2 separate regions of the Capsicum annuum genome follow, and region 1 is linked to region 2. A link is a contact called in public Hi-C data. All regions are on one chromosome and are shown on one strand. The core of a region is the stretch at or near the end of the contact, and the rest is flanking DNA. Distances in the headings are between cores, read along the strand shown. Region 1 holds the start of LOC107859436 (DEAD-box ATP-dependent RNA helicase 18). Region 2 has its middle 11 kb from the start of LOC124896016.

Region 1 (6,850 bases), core at 1,395-3,894, 34 kb before region 2:
AAGCGGGAAACGGAAATACAAAGAAAAAAAGAATGCAAAGAAATAAAATTGAAAAAAAAATGATGAAAAAAAAGAAAGAAAAAAAGTACAAGAAACGAGTAAAAAATAAGTGGAAAAAAAGTAAATTAAAGAAAAAAAGAAAGAAAAAAATAGTCAATTAAAGGAAAAAAGAAAGAAAAAAGAAAGAGAAATAAAAGATAGAAAAAAATAATAATAAAGGAGTGAGACTATGGATTATATTTAATTGATAAGAGATGTTATGAATTATATAGGCTAAACGGGATAATTAGAAGCTTGTACTTATTAACCCATATAGGTCTCAAGCGAATACGAATTATGAAATAGAATGAGAAAGGGGAAAGCGGAAAAAAAAAAAAGAATACAAAGAAAAAATAAATAAAATTAAAAAATAGATGAAAAATTGAGAAAGAAAGAAAGAAATTATAAGGAATGAGTAAAAAAAGAAAAAAAGAAAATTAAAGGAAAAAAGAAAGAAAAAAAGAAAAAGAAAAGAAACTAGAAAAGAAAAAAAAACTGAAACTCTAAGCATAATTGAGTGATCTATGTTTAAATGAGTACCCATATTTTACCTATTTTGTCCATATTTGTATGAGCTTTTAAAATGAGTTGAAGTCCATATGTACCCATTTAAAATATTAGTGATCCAATTCACTAAATATGGATTGAATGGACTCTTTTTATAAATATGGACTGAAATTGCATACTAAAGTAAGCCAATATGTAACATTGCATATTTGTTCGATCGTTTCGAATGAAGAATGAGAAATGGCTTGTCCTAAGAACCTAGCTACTCGTAATTGGAATAAGGAGTCGTGGAGAACAAAATTGCCTTCACAACTATCTGATGTCTCTAGTTGGAATAAGGTAATCATGAAGCGCTTTACTTGAATTGATCAATTGCCATAAGCCCGGTGCTCATGACACGATACAAGACAGAGGAGAATCAAGTAGCGCATCATAGCTAATAAGCGGCATAGGAGTCGACTTGACATCAGTGATTTCATGTTGCACTGGTGGAGTAATCCAATACACCACTAGACCCTTAAACTTGTCAAGATATTTTATCTAAATACTCCAAGTAAGTTATGTTCTGATTGAATATCTCAACTCCTATAAAGTGTTTCAATTAGACATTCTATTTAAATTTTAAACAAACTTTTGCGTCTGTTTTCATTCGCCTAGTAGATAGTTAAATTTACCACATAAACATGCAACTTTCTTTAATTATGTCTTTGCCTGAATAAGTTATAAAATACATTTTTTATTTGAGGTTGATTGTATAATTAAAAAAGATGACATATATATTTTATATGGTCAACTTAATTACCTACTAAAATGAATGAAAACACACCCCATTTCTTGTTCAATATTTGAAATGAAAGTATCTAGTTAGAACCTACTAACTACTAATGTTCTGGTTACCTAGTAAAATGTTCTAGTTAGAACAGTTTATTAGGAATTTGAAGTGTTCAATTTAGAAGTGTCAAAATAAATATCTTAGCTATGCTTGAGTCAAGGGTCTTGAAAACAGTCTCTTTATCTTTCAGAGCTAGTGATAAAAATCTGCGTGTTCTTTACCTTTTTTAAACATTACTTGTGAAATTTTACTAGATATTTTACTGTTATTATCAAAATAAATTTGTATTAAGTAACTATAAACTAATGACAAAATATATTATCCCATATATATCATGAGATAATTTTGTCTGTTTAGCTAATCCAAATATCAAATAAGCCCTTGCAAAAAAATAGGAAAGATGTACCCCTTATTATTTTAGTTGGTCACCTTACCATAAACACGTCCTAACTTATTTTTTCACGTAGTAAATCAAGATAAAATTAATTAAAAGAATTTCATTGTACCCTTATAGTTAATAATTTTTTGGATGCCTGAATTTATACTCCCTCCGTTCGGTTTCCTAAACAAACTTATACTCCCTTCGTTCATTTTTATCCGTCACTGTTTTTCTAACTGAATTTTCATTTTTACTTGTCACTTTTGACATATCAATAAAAGATAAAAGAATTTTTTCTATTTTATTCTTAGCATTAATTGTTTATTCTCCAAGTCATTTTCAAATATATTACTCTAAACATCAATTAATAAAGGTAGTATGATAAAATAAACAAATATCAATAATTATTTTCTTAATAAATGTGCATGTTAAAAAGTGACAAATAAAAACAAACGTAAAGAATAAGTTTAAAATCTATTCATGTGCCCTATACTATTTCATTAACATGAGCACAATTTTCATAAACGATTTTGATATCTATCAACATGAATAGAAGTTAAAGCAGTAAAATTAACTATGTTATCTATGATTTTTGTAAAGTATTAGCGTTACAGAAAAAATTTACTCATACTTAATATATACATAAAGTTAATATATATATATATATATATTATGTGTTTGAATGTAAAATTTATTTTACTTAAATATATTTAATCAAAATGTATTTTACTCCTTTTAAGTCACTTATCTATGTTAAAATACATTAATTTATATCTATAATCTATATTTATATCTATAATACATTAAAAGCGTGAAAACCTAGGAAAAGTGAAATGTCATAGATGGTCCAATAAAGTACCTGAAGCACAAGATTTATGTGAAAAAATTATCTAATTTTAAATGATAAAAAATTATACGAAACAAGTGACTAAATTAGTTAATTTGAATAAACATGGGGAGTGGTAAAGTTTTTTCCCCCTATTAACCTACATTCCCAGAGAGCCGCGTACAGGCCAAGGCCGAACCGGAACAATACTTTCGTGAGAGGCGGTTTTATTCGACCCGACCGGTCTAATTTCTAGCTAGCAAGTACTTGTCATTACTTAGGCAGTTGGACCGGAAAAACCACCAACAGCGGCGGCATGGCATCGGCGAATCAGAACAAAGCCTTAACGAATACTCGTTTCTCCGACCTCGAACCACCGCTCTCCGCCCCAGTTTTGGAAGCCCTAACCAATTCCGGCTTCGAGTTCTGTACTCCAGTTCAAGCTGCCACCATACCTTTACTCTGTAGCTACAAGGATGTCACTGTCGACGCCGCCACTGGCTCTGGTAAAACCCTAGCCTTTGTCTTACCTCTAGTTGAGATTCTCCGTCGCTCCACCTCGAATCTTAAACCTCACAAGGTAATGATGCCTTTCCTTCCTCTTTACTAGACTTTTTTATGCAAAGTATACGTGCAGATTAAGCTTAAGGTTTTAGATGAAATCGTCACATATTTTATCAAAAATAAGTTACAAGTTGGGGGCGTTTTGAAAATACAGTAAAATTATAAAGCTTTAGTCTCTGCAAAAGCTTTATCTTTTAGATTAGACGGTCACACACTTCAACAGATATCAGCTAGTTGGATTGTTTAGGGTGTTCCTGTCTTAGAATATACCTAAACTTGATTCAGTAGAAGTTGCCAGTTGGGTGGTGCTACAAGATTAGTATAACTGGAGGTCGCTCTATGATAAGTCTATTGTTGTCTGGTTATCATTTGACAGTGTCTTGCTTCAGCTATAGTAAGATAGTACTGCCACATTTATATCTGCCTCCTTTTTTAATGTAAATAAATCAAGGTAACATGAGGAACGGTACAGAATGGAGGACAAGTTGCCTTCAGGCTTCAACCCTAGAACTTGTTGTAACAGATAAATAAAACCGTCCAATCTCGTTGAAGGGTGTTACGTTTCAAAGAAAAGGCACAAACTAATCTGTGATGCACGTGTTATACTTTATAAAAATGAATCTTCCATGCTTATGGCATGATGTTTTATTTAAATAGACCCATTTGACAGCCAATAACGATCTTGTGATATGCTTTTGTTATCCTTTCTGTTTCTTCCTTTAATTCTATGTTGTTTTCTTCTTGTGTTTAGCCGTCCGTCTCTTTGGTGCCCTTGCAGGTAATGGGTATAATTATATCACCCACCAGGGAGTTGTCATCACAAATATTTCACGTTGCTCAACCGTTCATTTCCACCTTAGCAAATGTTAGGCCTATGCTCCTTGTTGGGGGAGTAGAAGTAAAGGCAGATATCAGAAAGATAGAGGAGGAAGGAGCAAATTTGTTGATCGGTACGCCTGGGAGGCTATATGACATAATGGAGCGCATGGATATACTGGACTTTCGGGATCTTGAGGTTTCAAACTTTCATGCCTCATTCAGTTGAAAACAAAGAGCTTTGTGCTCAAGTGCTACAGTGATTTTTAAGCTGTTAACTATTTGCTTACTTCAAAAGATGAAGTTTGCTTGGGAATTTAAGGAGTATCAAATTCGTTTGCTGGGGTTCTGCTGTATATGTTTAGCTGCTAACCATTTGTTTACTCTTAAAGATAAAGTTTGCTTGGGAATTTAGAAGTATCAATTCTTTTATCTTGAAAGATGATAATTTATTTTTTTCTTATGATACTTTAAAAAAGAAAATAAAAGTGCCAGATGCCCTATGTTAAAACAATTTAACTACATACTTTTGTGCTAAATTTATGTAAAGCTTTCCATTTGTGCGCTAGAGTAATGCTAAGTTCAGCCTTACCAAATGGAGTTAAGTTTTATCACCATTTTACATCATAAGTTTGTACATGATTGCCTATAATCACATTCTGACCTAAGTGGTCTCTGATTTCCTGCATCTTCTAAAACTTTGTTTAGTCTCTGACTTTCTACTTGTTCGTACAAGCAAGTCTATTGGCTGTCAATAAATGGAACACTGTGTGTTGAGTCCTCCCCCTTTCCCCAACCTTTCTTTTGTCCATGGTGTTCGGTATTTTGTATTGATATGACATACTGCATCTTAATTAGCCACTCAGCAACCACCATATCACTTGTACAGATCCTGATATTAGATGAGGCTGATAGGCTATTAGGCATGGGATTCGAGAAGCAGATAAATTCAATCATTTCTCATTTACCTAAGCTTCGTAGAACGGGTCTCTTCTCTGCTACTCAAACTGAGGCTGTTGAAGAACTATCAAAGGCAGGATTAAGAAATCCTGTCAGGGTTGAAGTTCGGGCAGAAGCAAAACAGTTGAGTGGTTCTGCGTCAGTAAATTTGACCTCGTCAAAAACACCTTCTGGACTTCATATTGAGGTATTTCCCACTGTTCCAGAGTGTTCGTTTATTCCAAATGAAGATTATTTATGTCTAGGTGCATGTTACCATATTCTAGAATTTCTTCAATTTGACAGTATCTTGAATGCGAAGCGGACAAGAAATCATCGCAGCTTGTACATCTCATAATGAAGAACAAGTCAAAGAAAATTATAATGTGAGCTAACTTTCCCGGATTCCCGAATTGTATATAGATATTAATTTTATATGCATAGCTGGTAGGAGATTATTTTGGTGTTCGCCTGTTCGGTACTTGATAATTTTTACTTTTGCAGCTATTTCATGACTTGTGCTTGTGTTGATTATTGGGGAACTGTTCTTCCACGTCTCTCTTGTCTGAAAAGTTTTTTGTTAATCTCTCTTCATGGAAAGATGAAGCAGGTACATTTGTCGACATTTTAAATATAAAGGCCTTTTATCTTATGAAATTCTTAATGAAGGTCTATCATTTTATGAACGTGTTCTAGCAGCTCAAGAAATTTACTGTCTTAAAACTTTTGTAGAGTGCAAGGGAGAAAGCACTAGCATCGTTTACTGCTCTTTCCAGTGGTATTCTTTTATGCACAGATGTAGCAGCACGTGGCCTTGATATTGCAGGTGTTGATTATATTATACAGGTACTTTCTTGTGGGCATAATATTTTTGGCTAATGAACTCATTATCTTGTTTCTTTCCCCTTTTTCTTGGTTGGTTTTGGGGGGTTGGAGAGATGGGAAGGGCTTCTTACTTTATCACTCCACCACCCGAACTTAAAGAACTGAGAATGTGTGCAGCAGATCTAGAAACTCCCTAGTAGTCATTTTTTTTTCTTTTTGTGAGATAAAGGTTACTTAACTCCCTTGTAGTCAAGTTAGTATTACACGTTGTTGACTGTTGCCTTCCCCTATTCAATAACATGATATCATTATAAAAAAAGTTACATGGTTTATATATGAGTCACACGACAGCATTTAGAGAATATGTATTATGTTTAGGAACGATCTAGTTGGCATTTGTTTTCATGAAGTGTTGCAAAATCATTTCAAGAAACTCTTCAATTTTTCTGAAAATTTGATTTGGTCAAACACCAGAGAAAAAGTTTTTCAGTTTTTGCAAAATCTAAAAATAATTCAGGAAATATATTTCACCTGTTTTTGAAATGCCAACCATAAATGCTTTTGGGCCTTCTATGCACACCCGGTAACCACACCAAAGGCACTGAATTCTTCATTAACAGGTTTACAGATGGAGGTTTGTGGAAAAAATATGAACCACCACTCCCCTAATAAAATGTTGTTCAATAGTTAGTCGTGCATGTGATTATGAGCATGATAACAGACAGTTGGAACTTACATGGATGTATTTTCTTTTATTTGTTTCTTGTGCAGTACGACCCCCCTCAGGATGATAAAATGTTTATACATAGAGTAGGCCGAACAGCTAGGCTGGGTCGACAAGGAAGTGCTGTTGTTTTTCTATTACCAAAGGTCAGGTCTTGCACTTCTATAGTGTATCAAACTTCTTGGAGGCTGTTTGAATATATTGTCTACCAGGGTTACTCCCAACCTACGTATTAACTATGATCTGTCTTTGTCTTTTTAGGAGGAAGCATATGTGGAGTTCTTGCGTTTAAAAGATGTTTACTTAGAAGAGGGGGAATGTGCCTTTGACGCTCCCGATATTATTGATGAAGTAAGAATTAAATTATGCCATTGCCCATTGTGCCATAATTCTCTTTCC
Region 2 (6,606 bases), core at 3,284-5,783:
CATAATCTATTATTTTTAGTTTAATGGTTGGGTTTTCAATTACTAAAAATTTTCAATTTCAAACTTGACCTCATTTGCTGCGTTTTTTCTCACAAAATGTAAACATGACTAAAGCTAAATAATGAAAGGGACTTGACATCTCTACCACCTCAATTAGGCTATGTGTACAAAAGCTAAATAATGGCATAAGTTCGTTTATTATGTCTTCCATGTAAAATAGTATTTCATCTTCCTCAAGAATATAATTCTTTATATATATTAGTCCATCTTTTGTCATTTAAGATATAGTTAATCATTAAAGAAAATATCATATAAGCTGATTTGGTGATAATCTTATTATTATGAGTTCCATTTCAAGTAATTTTATCTGCAAAATGACAACCCTATCAGCTACAAAATTAAAAGGAAGTTACATGCAATTTTTATACTGCAATCGTCTTTCTTTATTAAAAAGGGTATGGACTGGGGTGGGGTGTAAAACAGATACTACAACAATATATTCAATATAATTCTCTAAGTGGTGACTTGAGAGAGCGATGTATACACACATTTTGTTTGGTACGAAAGTATTTTTCAATTTTCTCATGTTTGATTGATTTTTTACAAAAAAAATATTTTCTAGGATATGTTTTTCATTCACCAACCAAATACTGAAAAGTATTTTTCACTTACCAACAAAATATGAGAAAACATGTAAGCGTGTTTTCCATGAAACATGTTGGTTTATATCAAATATATGCACAGACTTACTTCTATCTTGGTAAAAAGTTTGTTTTCGATTTAACCTAGTCATAATCTCTTATTTTGTAAGGGTTGAAGGTTCCATTTTTGGGACTAATATTCCCTTTTTATGTATTTATTTCTTTTGGACCCATATATAGCTTAGTGAATTAGGTCATCGTTATCTTAGTACTCTATTCTTAATTCCCTTTGTCTAGATTAATTTAGGATGATTAATGACAAATATCAAGTTATTAAACTGCAAAATAATTGTGTCATTAGCTTGACTTGATAGCTAGATTTCACATTTTATTTTCATTTAAAATGTTTTGTCCAGTGTGAAATACTCATTAAAAAGTGTCTTTTTCAATATTTATGTAGGAAGCAAATATAGATCTAGAGAAAGGTACATTTCTCAATCAAAATTCAGAACCTTCCAAAAACATGTCTTGTTTCAAATGAAGAAAAGTACAGTTTTTATAATTAGCAGCATTTTTCTTTCAATGTCAAAATTAAAATATAGCAGACAAACTAGATTTGATATCTAGGAACTTATATCTTTTGATGTCCTTTAGTAGTACACTGTCTTTTGTTAACCAAAAAAAAAGGACCAAATTTTGACTAAAATAAGTTGCAAAGAATAGCAGACAAGATTCCATCTGCATCATGTTAGCAAGTACAATGAATTATGACACTCTTGGTTAATGGAATTAGATTGTGAGTACAAATTTGTATACTCCTTTGATCCTTCCTTCTGAATTTTCCCCCTAATTCGAAAAATGTCAATTGTTTATTTCTCAAATATAGGATGATTTCGACCTGCTATATATTTAATCGTTTGAAACAAGGGACAATAACTTTGATAAAAGCAATAATTGATGCGTTGATCTCGAATCTCAAAAATTTATGAAATTTCAAGATGTCTATTAAAAAAAAAATACATTACCACCAGTTATATAAAAGGAGTTAGGACATAAAAAAGAATAGCCTCCAAATATTCTAATAGCAATTGAACTCCTCTCGTGAAATCCCATAAAATTTCAATATCTACATTCTCATGAATAACTTTTTCCTTTTTTTTCCACGTTCCTCAACCGGTCCTCTTGTGCGAATTTTTTTTTTTTTCTTTATTACATTTGGAATATCACGAAGGGGCAGAAACAATTGACACAGACACACCTTTATATAACATATACACACCTTTGTGTGGAATTTTTACTGTATCTAACTGGAGTAGCAACCAAATACTTACTAGTCTAGTAGATAGTAAATTTTGACAGCACTTTGTCTGCTCTCTTTTACACACACTCGGATTTTGACAGCACTTTGTCTAGCAGGCAAAACTGAACATTGTTTTGAATAAATTAAACGTGTCTTTGTATGTGTGTTGGGGAAGCTGGATCTCTGTTCTTTGAGAATTTTGGATATTTCAGATATTCGATAATGGGAAATCTACTCGATAGGTAGTGCATAAATTAGTGATGAACAAAACAAAACAAAACAAAACAGTAGAATGTGTTTAGCTAAGGAAGAAGGTTGAAATTTTAACTTCCAAAACACTATACAAATGGGAGTGTTGTCTGTACAAAATACACACACAAAAAAAAAAGAAAAAAAGCTCAATATCCTAATTAAGGGACAATAACATCCTTCAAGACTCTAAATTTACCAAAACTGGGTACTCTTTAACTAATTTCTATCGTCGATTAGAGAAAATAGAAGAGACTAATTGAGCTAATCCCAACACTATGGTGACTTTAACTTGTCCTCTTTTTGGAATTGGTCTTCCATATTCCTCCCTTCTTAACATGTTTCCTCCATTCATCCTCATCATCATCATCTCTTTGTTTACTCCGGCCATCTTTCAAATCCTCCGATTGCAGTTGTGGTGGCGTTAATTAACTGATTTCTTTGCTTTGCTTTGCTTGTAAGGACTGAGATGAGGAGTGAAATGAAATGAGATGGTACCCTACTGATGTATATATAGCTGAATGGTTTGTAATGGCCACCGGATTTAGAGAAATTTACATATGGAGCCATTGCTTTATCTCTCCATTATTTATTGCCACTACTATAAGCAAGTACTGTTGACATTTCGTTGACGATAACGACCTTTCTTCTGTTCACATTGTTCTTTTGCTGCTCTCCTTTCAAAAATAAATAACATAGTACTTTTTAAAATTCATTTAAAAATAAGGTAATTTTAATTTTACGCGACGTGTTTAAAATTAAAAGATTAAAAAATATTTTAATATATTTAATATAACAAGTGATTACTATTTTTCTCCCCTAAATTCAAAAGAATAGAATTGGGTTTGGTATTAGTGTAACTCAATCAGCATATGCCAAGGACAGCTTAAACAAATGGCCATTATCGTAAAATCAGTAGACATCTTTTTCAGACGGACAAAAAACAAAAGAATACAAACCAATTAAAATAAAAAAATAATTTAATAATCGCCGGTGTATAGTGGTGGGCACACTGCCAGTTAATCATATAAGATATGTCTGGTGGAAGCAAAAGAAAGAATCTGCTTAAACTTATGTGAAAACTGAAAAACAATATTTAAGCCAAGTTACATCAACAACACGTGTGAATTTATATTGGAGTATTATTGATACCAATTTCATTTATAAAAAGGAAAATTGGGGCACGATGGCTTTCTTCATGATTGGGATCCAAATAATGGACTCGTACCTTGAATTAAGACTCACTTTTGGAATACAAATAATGGACTCGTACCTTGAATTAAGACTCACTTTTACTTTTAAGTGAAAATTAGTCCCATTAATATATTGAAATGCTTTGCTGATAATGAAAATATTTGTGAAGTAGATAATAAATAGAAATTAGCACAAGGCTCTCTCAAATTAATCTGCATATAAATTAGTATTAAACCAAAATGTTCTAGCTGTCGCAATAGATGTCTCACTTATAATAGCATGATATTTTGGCTTCGAAGAGGTTTCTCTCTTTTCAAAGTTAACTTAGATTATTTCCTTCACTATGTAGAAATATCAATTACTCCTCTGAACTTGTCGGGTTTTATTCATAGTATATCTGAACTTTGACTAGTCTTTAGTACCTCTGAACTTATTCTTTTAGTATGTCGCGTGACCCTTTCATTTGAAGGACCAAAGCGTGTAAAACACGCGCGTACACGTGGAAAAAAATACCTACGTGGTTGTCCACGTGGATAAATACCATTCACTTCCCTTATATTGATCCTATATTAAAAATAACCCACTTCTACCCTTAATTAATCGATTTATCTCTAAAAAAATAATATTTTTTAATTTTCCTCTTTAGACACCTAATTTTGTCCCTTCCAAATCCAATTTTATTCATTTTTAACTCACATTACCACACACCCTCATCCATGTGATTATACCCCACAAAAATACAAAAAATAACAACCCTTAACATAATCCCTAACAAAATCCATCTTGTTTTAATCCTATCCTAACCAACTTTACATCTCATCCTAACTCCCTACCCCACCCGATACCCCTACCCTTACCCTTTAACCCCCTCCCCACACACACACATTTCTTTTCCACAAAGAAAGGGGGCACATATACAATTCCCAGGGGTTCAACTTCTCCACTGGAAATCTCACAAATACGCACATAGACGGATACACAAATTCCACTGACCATCATCTTCTTCTCCACATTGATTTTTACACAGACAAGGGAGCTAACAGTCGCGATTGAAGAAAAAAGGGAGGGTCTCGGCTTCCTCTTCTTCTCCACACGGCTTCTTCTTCTTCTTCACAAGACTCGCAGATGAAGAAGAGGGAAGAGAGCACACACACCAGTGGTTGATCTCTGATGATGTGAATTGTTGGTTGTCTTGATTCGGTATTTGATTTCCTTGATTATGGATTGATTATGGGTTGTGTGATGAAATAATATCTCATTAAGAATTAAGATTAGTTAACTGGGACGGGGATTGAAAGTTGATTAAAGTGAATATTGTTGTTTTGATTCATTGATGTCGTTGATTGTGATAGTATCATGATAGGTCGAGCGGGGTAGGCAAATACTAAGTCGGATAGGCAAATTGTAGAAATGAAAGATGGTGATTTGTTGTTGAATGTGTGAATATTTGTTGAATGATTCTTTCCATTTTAACGCACAAATTTGAGAAAAATGTATTCATTGTACCGGGGAATGCCCCGAGGTCTTATATACTTCTTAACCGGAGAATGCCCCGAGGTATCTTGTACTCGAAGGACGTTCGCAATGAAAGCCCGGGGCATTGGGTAAAACACTGGAGTGTAGTTTAGGATTAGTGTAGGTTTACTTTTCAGCATCTTTTTATTGGATTGTATAATTGGACTGAATATTATTATTTTGGTTTTGGATTGTTGTTTGATGTGTTTGTTGCTTGTTTATGTTCTGCTGTGTGATCTATACATTCGTAGTGCCAAAATAGCCGATATGCTCTACCAAGAGACCGTGGCCGAACCACGGGACCGAGGGGTGCCCAACACCTTCCCCTCGGTCAACAGAATTCCTTAGTCGGAATCTCTGTTCGCAAACCAGTTTTAAAGAGTCAAATCATTTTGAAAAGGATTTTTCAAAGGTGACTTGGCACACCGGATTATGCCAAGTGGCGACTCTGAATAAAAAATGTAAATAATTCTTTTTCGAAATAAATTTTCATCTTTTGTCACTTTGATAATAAAAACCCTTTCAAACTTAAAATATGATCTTTTGGTTGAAAAAAGGGTGTGACATCCTCTACTCCAAAGTAGTGAAAGGTTGAATTTTCGTCAATCAAGTAAGTTATTATCTGAAAAAAATATATTTTTATGTGTGTATTAAAAATATGAAATTATTTTTTTCGATTAGTGTTTCATATTAGTTTTCGATTAGGATTTTGAGGAGACTTACATGAACAAATATGTTTCATTAATTATAATTAATGGAGTAAAAAATTATAATTTAAGTTAGGGGTGTACAAAGATCAAACCGATAAAAATGTTATTGGATTAACTTTTTTTAATAATTTTATAAAAATAATTATTGGATTATTGATTCGATTTTGATTTTTTATTGATAACTTTATGCTAAATTATTATTTTACACCCCCATATATATATATATATATATATATATATATATATATATATATATGTATGTATGTATGTATGTATATGTAATCTATAATTTATATCTATATCTATAATATATTACAAGTGTGAAGATCCTTAGAAAAGTGATTTGAACTTTTTACCCATTGTCTTTTCACTATTTTTTTAATTTATTATTTAATTATTTTTTATTATATTAACCAGACTTCCTAAAATATATGGATCTCCTAAAATATATGGTAGGAGAATTAATTAGTATTTTTCTTTCTACTAAACTTCCTAAAATATATGATACTCCTAAAATATATGGTAGGAGACTTAATTAATATTTTTTTTTCTACTGTTCAATTAGAAAAATACTCCTAAAATAGGACTTTATTAGAGAAATACCTAAAATATATGGTAGGACAATTTATTAGTATTTTTTTCCTTTCTACTGTTCAATTAGAAAAATACTCCTAAAATAGGACCCCATTAAGGAAATACTTCTATTAATATTGAGATGTACGTTAAACTAGAGAACAAACCGATTTGCCTATTAGGAGAATATGATTGATGCTCATCTAACTTGATTCGATTGTATGTCTAGATAATGGATGCTTGATATTCTAACTCTTAACCTCTTCATTGTTTTTGTCAGCATAATAGAATTTAACATGTGTGTATATCTATATATCTTCTTTGTTTTCATTCAAAATCATTTTTAGGGTCAAAATTTTCGCTCGGACAATAATTAGTTGGATCACAATCGAAGCTTTATGATCACTATTATATTTTTTTTATA

The links. Hi-C and Micro-C count contacts between places; a contact is called where the count stands out from the background.
Region 1: a contact with region 2 is called in a Hi-C map of leaf, with 1.6 times the contacts expected there. The contact joins the promoter of LOC107859436 here to the enhancer-like site in region 2. A contact is called at or near these places in 2 of 5 Hi-C or Micro-C datasets (leaf and pericarp).

The regions. Positions count from the first base shown.
Region 1 is chr2:130,513,928-130,520,777 of UCD10Xv1.1, reverse strand. It overlaps LOC107859436 (DEAD-box ATP-dependent RNA helicase 18), which reads left to right and starts at 2,644. Exons shown (of 11, transcript XM_016704454.2): 1 at 2,644-3,163; 2 at 3,926-4,162; 3 at 4,853-5,110; 4 at 5,209-5,288; 5 at 5,407-5,512; 6 at 5,635-5,748; 7 at 6,499-6,597; 8 at 6,713-6,802. The coding sequence starts at 2,900.
Region 2 is chr2:130,481,673-130,488,278 of UCD10Xv1.1, reverse strand. No RefSeq gene overlaps it. Among protein-coding and RNA genes, the nearest start is that of LOC124896016, 11 kb to the right of the region's middle. Within about 2 kb of position 4,533, at least 4 of the 5 cell types and tissues checked have an H3K27ac peak or open chromatin away from gene starts, as enhancers often do. A contact at or near this core is called in leaf, where this site is marked.